Linked DNA regions of Zea mays: region 2 is linked to region 1. A link is a contact called in public Hi-C data. All regions are on one chromosome and are shown on one strand. The core of a region is the stretch at or near the end of the contact, and the rest is flanking DNA. Distances in the headings are between cores, read along the strand shown.

What was found. A called contact is a pair of places that touch in the nucleus more often than the background predicts.
Region 2: a contact with region 1 is called in a Hi-C map of bundle sheath, with 3 times the contacts expected there. The contact joins the promoter of LOC103638764 here to the promoter of LOC103638763 in region 1. A contact is called at or near these places in 2 of 25 Hi-C or Micro-C datasets (bundle sheath and leaf).

Annotation. Positions count from the first base shown.
Region 1 is chr9:103,291,864-103,295,005 of Zm-B73-REFERENCE-NAM-5.0, reverse strand. LOC103638763 reads left to right here and starts at 1,285. Exons shown (of 1, transcript XM_008661582.4): 1 at 1,285-2,117. The coding sequence starts at 1,533. The coding sequence ends at 1,880.
Region 2 is chr9:103,576,827-103,579,634 of Zm-B73-REFERENCE-NAM-5.0, reverse strand. It overlaps LOC103638764, which reads right to left and starts at 1,291. Exons shown (of 3, transcript XM_008661583.4): 1 at 931-1,291.

The DNA.
Region 1 (3,142 bases), core at 36-2,535:
CCGCCCTTAAAATCTTGATATTTCTATTTAGAACCTGCCATGTTTAGGCAATAGATGTTTTGTGGTTCATCGATTGCAAGACGATTAAGGCTGAGAAAACGGGTGTGTGTTTGACAGTTGCACAATGAAAAGCAGTATACTGAAACATGGCAACGGAATCTGGCTTGGAATATTGTCCTCTTACAACATATTTTCAGTCTTATACTTCTGCTCCCCTTGTTGTAGGGTACACAAGTGAAGTCCCTTGCAGCAGAGAACACGTCCCTTCGATCTGAAATCGGCAGTCTAAACAGAGCGCTCAGAGAAGCTCATATTAGAGAACTCTGCCTTAATGGTGTAATGAAAATTTTCCTAATGCCTCTCCCTACTATATTCAGGCGATGCCTTTCCTCTGACGAAATAGATCATTTCTTCTCTTGGGTCAGTTTAGTACCTCAAAATACTTTGTAGCCCATTATCTCAACTTAATGTGATTTGTGTTACAACAATCATTTGTTCTGACATATGATTATTGTTAGTACTAATCTTAAGGTACTCGACCTTTTAATTTTGTGGCCGCATCAAAATGGTTGTCCTATACGCTATAACCGGGGGCGAGCCCATGTAGAAGCAAGGGTATTTAATTGAATACCCATTATTTTTTGGCAATAGAATTTATGTGTATACATATTATATCTATGAAGTGAAATATTGTAAAAATATAAAATAACACCATTTTAAAGCTATTTGACTCAAACTTCGCTTTTTGCTGGTCTTTTTCATTTTCCTACCGTGCGACTAGGGATTGGGAGTTGGGACACGAGTATATGGTTTGCAAATCTATAACTACGAGACAAAATTTAATCCACACCCATACACATATATGTTCCTAGCATGAATAACAATTTTAGGCTCCTAAAAAAGTATGTCTACTAGAATTTCGAATACCCATCCTTCAAATACTGGGCACACCCTGTCTATAACATACGGAATAGCTTGTTCCACTACTTGCGTGAAATGTCCCGCGCCTGCCTGATAGGGCGTTTTCTTTTCTAGTAATTGTGAATGGACAGAGTATCTAAACTACCACCGATGATCAGGTGCTAGCCCCGTAGCGGTTTCACCTTCCGTCCAAACCGGCAAACCCGGTGGCGCCCGCCGCGCCGCCCCCTGCTAATCTGCACCCGCCCTCCAGTCAATTCTCCTCTCACTCCTTTCTGCAGCGTGCGCCTGCGGTAGCTATGACTACGACTATGAGGCCATGATGACACACCCCGCAGCACCTGATCATCTCGCCTGACCTGGGGGCTGGGGCATGCAGCAGCCAACTCGGCACAGCAAGCAGGAAGTGGTTTCCTTTCTCCGCTGACCTCCCCCCGCCACTATATATACCTCCCGCTCTCTCCTTCATTCGCCATTATCATTTCCATTCCACCGAAGATCCCAGAAACAAGCCAATAGCCCAATAGGCAATAGCTAGAGGTCTCTTCGTTGCGCTGCTAGTACACATAAAAGCAAGAGCGAGAGCGAGAGAGAGAGAGAAGAAGAAGAAGATGAGGCCGGGGAGAGATGGTGGAGGTGTTTCGGCGAAGCTAACGGGCGGCGCAGGCGGGGCCCCGCCGAGCCTATGGAAGACGCCGACCCCATACGTCTTCCTAGGCCTGGCCTTCATGATGTGCGTCATCGCGACGGCTCTGCTCGTGCTCATCTGCACGCGCAAGAAGGCGTCGTCCTCGCGGCGGCGGGATGATGGGGCGGCCGACGAGAGGGCGGCGCTCGCGCCGCTGGACCGCGAGCCCAAGGTCGTCGTCTTCATGCCCGGCGACCGCGCGCAGCCGTCCTTCCTCGCCAGCGTCAAGCCGCTCGGCGGCGGCGGTGATGATGGCACGGCGGCAGCGTAGCCGCCAGAGGGGGAGAGAGGAGGACAAAAGAGGCCAGCCCCGCGCGCGTCGAACTCGAACCGAGCCGAGCCGAGCCGGCGACGCGGGGACAATTTTGTGGATAGATATTAGATAGTAATAGTATGAGTGTGTATTTTTGAGACGGAGTTTGGTTTGGCTCAAAAGATCCCATGCATCTTCAATAAACGCGTGCGGCCTTTTGGTTTGGCTGCGTGTGCGCGTTCAGGTTGGATCCAATCGATTTGGCTTAGAAGTTAGAACTCTGCACGACTGCTATCTCTTGTGCTGCATCATCGACGACGACCATGCTTTGTTCGTCGGCACACACGCCGTCACAGCGACGAGGAGCCTCGCCGGCGGCAGGTGTTTCAGTAGTGGTAGTGGCAGGTTATTACCGCAAGGGAAACGAATTTGCAGTAGCTAGCTAGATTGGTGCAAAGATGTGCTCCAAATGTAAAAAGGGCGCCCAGGCCCGGCGGCCTGACGACAGCTGAGCTGCACCTGCACGTCGAACCGAGAGGCCGGAATCGCCGCCGGCGTATTCTCGAGGGCGCAGGCTTTTCGTGGCACCCAGATCTGTCGACGGCGAGCCACCGTCAGGCTCATCAATGCAACATCTGATCCGCGTGGCGGTGCATGCGTCGCCGGTATACATGTGTAGTACACGAAGCTGAATAATATTAATAATCGATCGAGCCGAGTACGACCTGCCATTGTAGTATATCAATGCTGGCCGGTCGATTTACATATCGGTTTTTTTTTTCTTCTATAATCAAACTTGTTCGATTATATGTCGTTAAGTACTCTCGAAACATGTAAATCCCCTAGTTAGGTACTCGACCTTGTTCCCTATTTAATTAGGTACTCAAACTTATTTTGTTATGTACTAGTCCTATTCTCTAAAATCGAAAATCACATGCATAGGTCGCAAATTTCTACTCGTGTCTCACAGCCCGTTCAAACAGGTCCGACTTGTACTTCTTTCTATTCGTGTGATATACACCGATCTGTATCGCTCACATGTGAGGTCCATGGTCCATCTCTCCTCCCTCTCCATGAGAAAAAAAAACATGCCAAGACATAGAAAGGATTAGCATGCCAATTGCCAAAGGTGTAAAAAAAAGGTTCACGAAAGAAGAGTGGGCTCAGGTCCACTCGTCTTTGGCGTATCCGTCCGAGCTACCAGCAAGCAGGGCCCACTGAGATCTAGGCCCCTCACCGGGTGAGCAATGCAACAAGCATCCATCGGCATGGATGGCTCG
Region 2 (2,808 bases), core at 42-2,541, 280 kb before region 1:
GGGAGTAATTTGTACTTTTTCCATTAATAATTTTAAAGTGATAACAAACATCTCCAATGGTTAAATGCAATGTTTAATAACAACCCAAACATCAGTAGTTCAGCAGTTCAGCTTCATAAATAGTTGTAGAAATATAGGATTTCATGTGCAAACAGAAGGTACTGCCCCTATGGAAATGACTAGATATCTAAGGTGTGATTGGTTTCATGCATGCAGTCAGAACAGGCTGGTTGGATGCAGCATGCAGGAGGTAGATGTTTGGTTCGACGGACGTCCACATGGGCAAGGATTTGTGGGTGCAAATTAGGCCAAGAAATGAAATGGGATTTTGTTTCTGGGGAGCCTAGCTCACGCAGTGCACGTCACATGTCTGCTGCTCTCTTGGCGCCTGCACAAGGCGAGTAGGGAGAGACCAACCAATCAAGCTATGCGATGAGATGGTATGGATGGAAACATGAACCAAAGAAGGTGCTCCTACATGCAGAGACCCTGGCTGCCACATGTCAGCCTGGCTACCTAGAAAGTAGAAACCAGAACTAATCACGCCCCTAGTGAGCGGACTGAATGGCAAAACTAGTAACTGGAGGATTCCAGGCTTTCCTCTGCCACAAGCAAACTTGAAATAAACTCGGTGTGGGAATAATAGCGATGTTTTGATTCATGTGCATTTTAAACATATCTTCCAGGATGAAATACAAGTGAAGAATTGAACTTGTTGCTTCTTTTCTCAAGGAGGCGCTCAGTGTACCATGATACATTACTTTGAGAAAGCAAGCGGCAGATAAGCGGGCACAGAAAAACCTAATCGAAGTTCTGGTTTTCAGTAGTACGGATCCGTGTGGCCGACTAGGATTAATGAAGCCGAATTCAAGAAGTCACGGACAAACCCCAGGAAGCACTTGACTCCCACAGAACAGGTGTATCGATTACCTGGGTCGCGGCGGGATCTGCTGGTCGAAAGCGCGGGGATCCTACCCTCTGGTGTCAGCGGCACGAAGGGAGGACACCCGGCAGCGGAACCGGCGGTAGGCGCCAAGCGTAGGCTCAACTACGACGAGAAGCTGCTCGACGCGCGCGAGCGGTGGGGGCGTGGCCAGCAACGGGGCTCCCGGTTCCGGCCGCCGCTGGTCTGACTCGGGGATAAGGCGGTCATGTGCCCGGGTGCGGCTTCCGATCTAGGGTTTGCGTGCGGGGTCCACGCGTCACACGCATCCCGCATTCCCCAATCCCCATCTCATCTCTCTCTTCTTTATCTATACTATTTGTACTGTCTATTAAGTCAATAATGTACACGGTTATTGTGCCTCCGTTAGGTTTAAAAACGGACGGATCAAATCCCACCCGACCTGTGGGGACAGATATCCCCGGGTCCACTAGAAGGCGAAAGGCCCTCGCGTGGGGCATCGGGCCAGTTACCTCGCAAGGCCATCCCTTCATGGGCAGGACAAAAACTACTAGCGTAATGGGCCGACATGAGAAGGTGACAGACACAGACTCAAGCTCAGGCATCCCGTCAAATCATGTGTTATCCAAAGATACCGTCCGACTTTCCCACGCGTGGCGCCCACAAATGTCGGCGCGGATTAGGGATGAATCGGCGATGTTTTCGGAAGAACAGTTCAGTCGGTTCACTATTATTTAGGAAATATGTGATCATGATGTAAGTATGGAGTGCCCTACGGTCGTGTATATAAGGCGCAGAGGGTACCACATCATTTTCATTCCCATCTACCTATCTCATTAGCTTCTCTCCATCCAGGAGACATCGCTTGTAACCCACCACATATAGATCCACACCAGGAAGTAGGGTATTACGCCTCTCCAAGCGGCCCGAATCTGCAGAAAATTGTTTGTCTCTCTCTTTCGTGCATCCAGCAAGAACCATTGAGTTACACTCAACAGCACTTTCCTACCCAAAAGCACCACAAGGGTAACCCTAGGTGTGTGGTCGGGCTCTAAACACCGACAGCTGGCGCGCCGGGTAGGGGGGTGTCGTTGATCCAAGCTAGCTCAATGGCCATCACCTCCAAGTGCAAGATCGCCCTTCGTCCCGAGACTATGTTCTGCTTTGGAACCATCTCATCCGTAGTAGATGAAGAGGAAACTCTGCACCGCATAGCAGATCCGCCGGAGAAGAAGCTTTCCTCGGAAATCCCGAGGAGAGCCAGAGCAGAATAGCGGGTGGTGCCACCACCCACATCTCAAGCGAAGATGACCTCTTACAAACCGAAGGCCGGAGCTCACCTACCCGAAAAACTCTGATGTCCACCTCGCCCACAAAGGAGTGGACACGGATCACTCGAAAGAAGGAAGCAAACATTCTGAGTTAGGGGACGAGAGCACGCTGAGCCGTCTTTCCGACACCTTCACCCTCAAAGGAGGACGGAAAGAAGAGCGCCATCGCGACGACTCCTTTCTACCCCGACGTCCTCTTCATCGGGGGAGATTAGAGTCATCACCCATCTCCGACGATGAGTCTACCATGCAAGGGGAAGAACCTACCCAGCGTGAAGCACGACAACGGAGGAACAGACGCCGGAACGTGCGACGACATTACGAAGCTAAGGAACGGGATCCAGCGCAGCCCGTATCCCGGGACGAAGCCTCAGAAGTAGGAGAATCTCCCAACGAGCGAGTACACCGGGAAAGGCGAAACTCTTGCCGCTGCGATCGTCGACAAGCTCAGGACCGAGAACGAGAGCAAGCCGAGCAAGGTGCAAGGCTGCGCCGAGAGAACCCTCTCTTTGCTCGGAACCTATACTCTGACTTCGCCCGTGCAATGGACACGCCGAGTGAAGTCGGAGGACT